2 separate regions of the Rattus norvegicus genome follow, and region 2 is linked to region 1. The links are chromatin contacts, called in public Hi-C maps. All regions are on one chromosome and are shown on one strand. The core of a region is the stretch at or near the end of the contact, and the rest is flanking DNA. Distances in the headings are between cores, read along the strand shown.

The links. Hi-C and Micro-C count contacts between places; a contact is called where the count stands out from the background.
Region 2: a Hi-C map of psoas muscle shows a contact between it and region 1, with 2.7 times the contacts expected there. The contact joins the promoter of Wnt4 here to the enhancer-like site in region 1. A contact is called at or near these places in 2 of 12 Hi-C or Micro-C datasets (hepatocytes and psoas muscle).

The regions. Positions count from the first base shown.
Region 1 is chr5:154,709,558-154,713,820 of GRCr8, reverse strand. No RefSeq gene overlaps it. Among named protein-coding and RNA genes, the nearest start is that of Wnt4, 86 kb to the left of the region's middle. Within about 2 kb of position 2,375, at least 3 of the 93 cell types and tissues checked have an H3K27ac peak or open chromatin away from gene starts, as enhancers often do.
Region 2 is chr5:154,795,102-154,799,364 of GRCr8, reverse strand. Wnt4 (Wnt family member 4) reads right to left here and starts at 1,915. Exons shown (of 5, transcript NM_053402.2): 1 at 1,834-1,915. The coding sequence starts at 1,910.

The DNA.
Region 1 (4,263 bases), core at 1,126-3,625:
AGGCTGGAGGAGTGTCATGAGTTCAAGGCCAGCCTGGGCTATATACTATGCTATTATTTTGGAGAGGAGAAGGGAGAAGAGGAGGAAGAGGAGAGAAAGGAGATGGGGGAGAGGCAATAGGAGGATGGGAAGAGGGAGGAGGAAGAGGAGGAAGGATACAGGATATAGAAGTTCAGAAGTGTCTGGGGCTAGGGACGCACTTCACTTGGTAGAGTACTTACTTAAAATGCACGGAGTTCCCAGCACTTTTACAAAGCCGGGCATGGCGGTGCATCACGTGATCCTAGCACCAGGAAGTGCAAGCAGGGAGACAGAAACTCCAGGTGTGCACTGCTCCTGCAGCGGCCCTGAGTTCAATTCCCAGCACCTGTAACTCCAGCTCCAGGGACTCTGATCCCTTTGGTCTCTGCAGGCACCTGTGCCTTTGCACATACACATCATTAAAAGTAATAAAAACAAATCTCTAAGGGAAATAATTGAGGCTAGCCTAGGCTACACAGGACTCTATCTCAAAGTAAAACAAAACAGAAATCAGACACCTGCCTGTACAGTCAGAGTGACTGCCTGGCTCAATGCTCAGAACTCATATAAACTGTAGGGACAGGCTTCCTGATACTGTGGGAAATCATGGGACGTGAGCAAGCCCATCCATTTTTGTGAGTCTTGGCTCCCACATCTGGAAGATGGGGACAGTGGTTCTTGTCTTGTGCTCTGCTATGGAGTACAAGTCATGCGAGGGGCTTGACTAGTACTTGACACAGGGGTAATGTCCCAGAAGCAGGGGTCACTGGGATGCTATTACAAAGGGTGTTCTGGGAACAAGCCATCCGGACAGGCTTCTGGGAGGAGCAGGGGAAAGCAGCTACAGTTTTGGGGACCTGGGTAGACTTGGGGAACTTAAGTCAGTGTGAATGAGCCCCAAGGTTGGGAAAGAGACAGACAGAGAGAGAGAGAGAGAGAGAGAGAGAGAGAGAGAGAGAGAGAGAGAGAGAGAGAAAATGAATATGAATCAATAATTTGGGAAGGCCTAGGGTTGTAGGAATTGTTTAAACCTGGGGCATAGGAGTGGAGTCAGGAAGGACTCGGGGGTGACCCTACTTTACAGATGTGGTATTGAGGCCCGCTGAGTCCCTTAATCGGGTGGGCTTTACTTTCCAGGCCACATGAGGCAATCTGGAGGCCTCAGAGCCACCCAGGCTGCCTTCATGAAGGCCATGTTGACCAGCAGGGAGAAGGTGGCTCTAAGCTCCACCTGGGACAGTTAGTTTGTGTGTCTATTGAAGTTCCTCACAAGCAAAAATTGGATCAAAAAATCATGTGATTAAAAAAAAAAGCCCCTAGAATAATAATTTGAGAATGAAAGAAATACAGACTGGATCAAGCTTGTTGAGGCACAGCCAACACAGGACAGACTGGAGCTGGGGTCCCTTGGCTGCACACAGAGCCCGGTTACGTCTCCATGGTGGCAAGGCAGGGCCTCCTGCTCAGGGTAGCAGCCGGCCCAGCAGCCCCTCCATGGTCTTTATTGGCTCCTTAATGGGCTCTTGGAGACCTGGCACCTGCCTCTTTTTCTGTTCTAATAAAAGGCGGATGCCCTGGGGTTATGGGGGGTCGGCATGGTGTTTTGGGGGGAGGGGGTGGATCTGGCTCGTGTCCACACTGGGCGACACATTCCTGAGACCTGACTCAGAGGGAAACGTCTTCGTGTCTCCTCAGTGCTTTGGGGCCCTGCAGCTGTGGGTACATTTCTCTTCTGTCAGGGTCACTTCCCTCCAGCCAGAGCTGGGGCTTGGGAGTCCCAGGCCCATCCTGGGCTGTGGAGACTGAGGACAGAGGGGGCACAGGTGTCTCAGTGGCACACTGTGGAGAATGGAACCAAGTGTGTAGGGAAGTGGCTTTCAACCAGGTGGACTTTGCCTTCCAGGGCACATGGTAGCAACTGGTAGTGTGGGCCCCTTCTTATGCCCTTGGCATTTAGGAAAGAGAGGTGAGAGGTGTGGCCGAAATTTTTAAGTGGCCCGAAGATGGTCTCTATAATGGAGAATTGTCAGTAGGCTAGGAGATGGGGTAGCCTGGGTCTAGGACTGCTTCAGGTGTTCCCGGGTCCAGGCCACACACTCTCCCTGTGCCTTTCCCTGTGGTAGGCTGGGATAGGACACTGCACACTTAAGCCTGTCCACTGTCAGGCAGGTCTGGATGCTTGGAGAACCTTCGGCTCCCAGCTGGAAGACACACCAGGATCCAGTTGCATCTCTGTCAGAAGATAAGGGAGCTTCAAGCAGGAGGCCAAAAGGTCACAATCAGAGGACACATCATGGTGCCAGAAAGAGCACCAGACTGGAATCCACAGGCCCAACTCTGACTGCTATGGGAAGCCCAGCCAGGTGGCATCGCTCTGTGGGCCTCTGCCCAGTCCTTTGCTCAGGATTGTGTGGAACTGTCTCTGAGAGATCCTGGGGGCTGACAGGTTAGGCTTCTGGGATGCATTTATGTGCTGCTGGGATCCACGAGTCAACACAGGGGTGGCCGGCTACCCAGCCTGTCTCCTGATTTTAAGATATTTACCTGACACCTACCCATGTCTCTTCTTCCAGTTATAGCCTGTGACTCCATCCACAGAGAGGGGAGCGTGTCCTCAACATCGTTTGGCTTTAAGGCCCTAGTTATTCTCTTTCCCTCAAAGGACAACTTTGCGTGTCAGTGGGCTGACTTCAAACTGCAGTCGTTTGTCTTTTGAGAATTGGAAGGATGCCATCAATCCGGGTGTCGGGGGACAACAGGCAGGAAGGGACTAATTCATAGATCGTGGGCTCAACTGTGGCTTCCTCTCCTGTGCCTCAGTTTCCCCTGGGGATGTGGAAATGGCCTTACCTGTCTTCCCTCCAGCCAGCGAGGGCTGCATTGAGGCCCAGCATGGTGCTGGGTAAGGAGAGAAAGTCATGCCCTAGCCAAGCTGGCTGAGCTGCGTTATTTATGGGTTTTGGCCGGGAGGGGGCTGTGGGCCTCTGGCTGTGTCTGACCTAAATTCTTACACTTACAGGAAATTGGAGCCCTCGGAAGCAGGTGCACTGGTGGCCAAGGGTGGTATGGCAGACAGAGGTAAGGGGAAGGAAGTGGGGGCTGGCCCAGCTCAGAGCTGGAGGCAGGGCTGGGGCTGGTGCTTCTTCCCCAGGAGCAAGCACTGTACCCTAAAGCGGAGCTTCGCCTTTAGTAACCCTTGCTATAGGCCTGTGCAATATGATTGTATCCTGCATCTTGCAGATGGGGAAACAAAGACTCAAAGATGCTCGCACTGGCCTGTGAGCATGTACCAGATGTAGGCTCAGGAAAGGCTGGGTAATTTCACCTCATCTATTCTCTCATCCACGTCACCCTCCACTGTCCAGTGAGGAGGTCACTTGAGATTTCAGAATGCTTTGTTTCAGGGGTAGGTTTGGAAGTGACCTGCTGAGTGAGGGGGCGGGGACTGCGGAAGACTGTGACTGTCTGCTGTGAGCAACTGTGGGGTCTCAGAATGCAGGTCTGGAAGAGCCAGGCATCAGCAGGAAGAGTGACAGGTGTGACCCGAGGCCTGGGGCTGCAGGTGCCCTTGTTGCCACCTGTCTGTCCCGAGAATGGAGAGGGCTGTGTGATTGACAGAGGAGGGATTTCTGGGCTGAATATCTGGAAGTTTGTTAGGAGGGACTGAAAAAGAATTCGCTGAGGGAGACCTTCCTCTCTCATCAGGATACAAAGTTGCAAATCCTAGACTTTCCCAGTGGAGAAACCACAAGTAGAGAAACTGCAACAAACCGCACACTCCAGTGTTTTAGAAGAACAGATACCAGAACAGTATTCAGTCCAGCTTTTTATTTATTTATTGTTACATTTATTTAAAAGCATTTTTATGCATTGATTTGTATATGTATGTATATGTGTTTGTGTGTATGTGTGTGTATTAGTGTATATGTATGTGTGTCTGTATAAGTGTATACATGAACGTGTGAATGTGTATGTATGTGTGTAAGTGTATATGAGTGTATGTGTAAGTGTGTGTGTGTATGTGTGTGTGTGTGTATTAGTGTATATGTATGTGTGTCTGTATAAGTGTATATGTGTGTACATGAACGTGTGAATGTGTATGTATGTGTGTAAGTGTATATGAGTGTATGTGTAAGTGTGTGTGTGTGTGTGTGTGTGTGTGTGTGTGTGTGTGTCAGAAGACAGCTCTGAGGAGTTTGTTCTCCTTGTTGAGGCAGGGTCTGTCTTGTTTCTGCTCTCCTT
Region 2 (4,263 bases), core at 666-3,165, 86 kb before region 1:
AACTGAGCCCTGGAATTCCCCATGCTTTGCAAGACCTGAAGCTGGGACTGCCTCCTGAGCTGGGGGACTGGGGCGGGCGTGGTGGACATGGCTGGAGGCAGGTGGCAATTCTACCTGGGTGTACTGGGTCAACTTCAGGACAGCCTCAGGCAAGAAGTAGATTATTCTTGTCTGGAAACTAAAGCATCTGGGTTCAGTCCACGATGTGGTGAGTAGCTCCCTTCCCTGGGCCTTAGTTTCCTCATCTATAAAGGGAGCTAAAGAACCTGGAGCTTTGAAGGGCCTTTCTGTGGCAGCTGTTTCTGTGTTTGCTGCAGGCCTGGCTCACACACTTGAGTTCTCAGTGTTACTTCAGGGTTTTTTTTTTTTTTTTTTTTTTTGTATTGCTTGGTGGTGCTGGGCTGCACTTCTAGTTTCCCCTGATGTTCACATCCGTCTCTAAACCCATCTGTTTAAGAGGCAGCTCCAGAGACCCCAGACTCCTTCAAGTTCAAAGCAGTTCCCTTCTTCAGGTCTGCTGCAACCCAGGCCTCACTGGGGGAGGGGGCATTCTGCAAGAAGTGGAAAGGGGTGCGGTGGCCGTGCCCTGGTTTCCGTCCACTCTGCCACAACCCCTGAAGTGTTAATCAAATTAAGACTGCAGGAAGAACAAAAGCACTGCAGACACTTTGGGCCTCAGAGGAATCACTAGCTCTCCGGAACAGCTGGGAGAATTCCACATCACCTCAGTCTCCCAAGCTCTGGGTGGCTCTGACCCCAACGAACACACTCCTTTCCAGTCTCCAGGGCCTTGGCTGGCCACAATGACCTCATAGCAACAGCCATTGGGCACTCAGGGCAATTTCATGGGAGATATTTGTTCTTTGGTCTTGATGCAGAGAGAATTTTTCCTTTCCCACTGTCTCCATGGAAACCCCAGCTACACTGTTGGCTATCCCCCCTTCCCACCTCATGCTTTTCAGATCAATACGGGAGCTTGGCTCCCCACTGGCTGCCCACAGTGGAAGGCAGCAGAGCTCCCGACAGAAGTTGGGGCCAGGGTTAAGCCTGGGCCATAGGGAAGTGTCACTGAAGAGGGATGAAGGAGTCTCTAAGGTCTAGTTCCTGGTTCTCTTAGTCACTAGCCCATCTCCTTAGCTCGCCTTCTCAGGGATCCTACCGAGCGCAGACCCAGTAATGGTGAAACACATAGGTCACCAGCGGTTACCAACTCCCTTCTTAGGCAAGACCTTTGGTTGTGGATGGGGGCTGTCGCCTTCTTTAATAAAGGTTGGGAGAAGTTTCTTCCTGCCTCAGGGAACAGCGAGGAGCAGCCAGAGCCAGCCTGCGGGCTCTCAGAGGCTCGGCGCCCGGGTCCTCGACTTCTACATTTGGCTCCCGCCCCCCCAGGCAGAAACAGGTCCCTGCACGCCTCCAGCTCAGCCCGCAGCGCGGCACGGCGCAGCGCGAGGAGCTCGCGCCTAGACTCCTCGCTATTAACCTGCTATTATGCCCGGGACGCTTCCCCTCGGAGACCTGTCAGCCCGCCGGTTTGCGCCTCGCACCGCTCCTGGGCCACCGCCCCGCGATCGCACCCCCTCGCGCCCTCGAGCACCCAGGGCAGCCTCCGGGTGCAGACGCGCTGCCAGCCCTGCTGCCCCGGGCAGGGAAGCCGGACTCGGGCAGCAGGGGTCCGGGGAACTCCAGAGGGAAGTCGGGACAGTGGTGGTGACTGGCAGGAGGAACCGGCAGAAGCGCGATCCTCGGGTCCCGCGGCTGAGACACCTGCAGGGAGCCCCCTGCGCCTGTTGCCCCGGGACCCGCCCCGCCCGCCGGGTCCCCAACCAGACTTACAGCCAGTTGCTCGCGGCGGCCGAGAACACGGCGAAGACGAGGAGTCGCAGCGACCGCAGGCACGAACGGGGGCTCATGGTGCCGTGGGTGTCCGCCCCGGGCAGCGGCCGCAAGTCTCCCGTCGGGGCGGCAGGTGGGCGCCGCGCGGACGGGCTGGGGCGCCGGGCCGGGGCGCGCGGCGAGGCTCAGCCTCCGAGCAGCCGGCCGCGCCGCCCGCTGCTGCGCCCGCTGCCCGGCGGACCCGACTGTCAGCGCCGCCCCAGAGCCGGGATGCGGCGGTGGCGGCGGAGGCGGGCGGGCGGGCGGCGGGGCGGGCCGGGGGCGGGCCGAGGATGGGGTTACCTGGGCGGGTCCAGCGGCGCGGGACACCCCCCCCTACGGGGGCGGTCCTGAGCCCGCGGGACTGGGCTTCTCCTGGGGGGCCTCCCGGGCCAGGCGCCCGGACGCGCTCGGAGCCCCAGCCCGCTGCAGGCACGCTTGGCCGCACGCCGCCCAGTTGGGCCGAGCTAGAGGCGCGGCGACCCAGCTGCTGGGTCCCCGCCCGGGGCCTTAGGGACGGGCGGGCACAGCTCCCCCAGCCCGCCGCTGCGGGCACTGCAGCGCCGCCCTGGCCGCGCCCCGCGGCCCCCCGCCGGCGCCTGGGAGCCGGAATCCCCGGCCGACCCCGGCGGAGCCACCGGAGCGAGAGCGGCTGCCACTCGCGCGAACCTAGTCACTAGCGCTCGGGGCGCACCAGGCTGCGGTGGTGCCGCCAGGGTGTCCCCGCCGGACCCCTCCCCGCCCTCAGGCCCCCCGGGTTCTGTGGTCCGGCCCCTCCCTAGCACTCACCTCCCTCCAGCTTTCCCGGAGCTGGACAGGGGCCTCTCTACTTCGGGCAGCTTGGGACAGTGGCCTAAGACTCCGGGAATCCGAAACCTCGCTTCTGGATCGCCCTGGGTTCTGGCGCGCTCCAGGCAGCAAGGTCTTGAGTGAACCCCTCGCCTTTCTGTATAGACCTTCTGCTTAGGAACTGGAAGGCTTCCTTTTAGCACAGGGACCAATCTTTGCTTTCTGCTTGGGTTTCTGTGCGCTTCTTTTACTTCTTCTCCCACGCCAGGCAGATTCAGCCCTTAGCTTGGTGTCTGGCACAGAGCAGGTGGGTGCCACGTTTGTGGAGTGAATGGATGGAGTGGAGTTATTTCTTAAAAACCTATGCCAGGCTGATGCTGAGGCTCAGTTCCGTATTAGTAGTTACTTTGCCGTGGCTGGGCCACACCCTCTCCAGGTCACTGATAGAGTCCAGACTCCTCTGGCCCTGCCTGAGGCTACATCCCACCGAGCTAGAGGAACTCCGGGTTTAAACAGGGAACCAAAAGTCCAGAGACCCTCTCACTAAAAGCAAGGGGGAGAGAAAATGGCCCGGCCCCTGCCCTGGGAGAACCAACTGTTTTCTCCTGTGTGAGTTTGGCTGCCCACCCCCACACCATGGCCACGTTTGACTCCAGTTTTCTGGGTTAACCCAGGAGAGGCTTGATAAGCATTTGGCACGGAGACTGGGCAGAAGGTAGTAGGGATCCGTAGAGCCCCGGCAAAAGTGCAGATGCGAGTTCATGTACCACATGTCTAAATATTTGCAGGTGATAAATCAAGCTAACAAAACGAGGGATAAAATATGTTCTAGCCTGCTCTCAAAAAAAAAAAAAAAACAAAAAAAACCAAAAACCCACGCTTTCGTAATAACACGCAGAGCTGCTCTGAGTGTGGGCTTCTCACACTGCATGGGTCCTGCATGGTACAGCCGTGAAGTGTACAGAGAGGGACCCTGGTGCCTGGTCCCGAGTCTCACCTTTTCCCACTTCTGCCTTCCCTCCCCTTCACGGATTCTCGTGCACATGCAAACATTTCAGCTTGTATAGACGAACTCGGTCTCCCCTTCTCTCTCCACCCCAGCCCTCCACCCTCCTGAAAGCTGACCCCAAGCCTTTCCTCAGTCTTAGGGCAAGACACGCCAGTGTGCAGCAGGTCCAGTCAGCTCAAGTTGGATCTGCAAGAGAGACTCACCTATCCTAGAAGTGAGCAAGAGTCACCCGTGCAAGGAGGTCTAGGGGCCTGGATCTCCAGAGCGAGACCCAGGGAGGGGATACAGGCTCCAGATGACCACACCCCCTTGGCCCCGTGACCTTCTCCCACCTCTGTTCCAAGAGTCAGTGATCACGAGAAAGGCCAGACTGTGGGATGTTCAGGGCAGGGCCACTCTTAGGTTTAAGAGTGGTTCAGAATTACTAAGTTATTTTGAACCACCATGGAGACCCAGTATAGTGAAATTAATAAATAATTAAACAACAGTAGGCTGTTAGTTTAGGGTGCCTATTACAGCCGGCCCTTTATCCTATTCATATAAGCTTTTCTCACTGGCGTTCTCCAACAAATCTTGAAAAATACCTATGTATA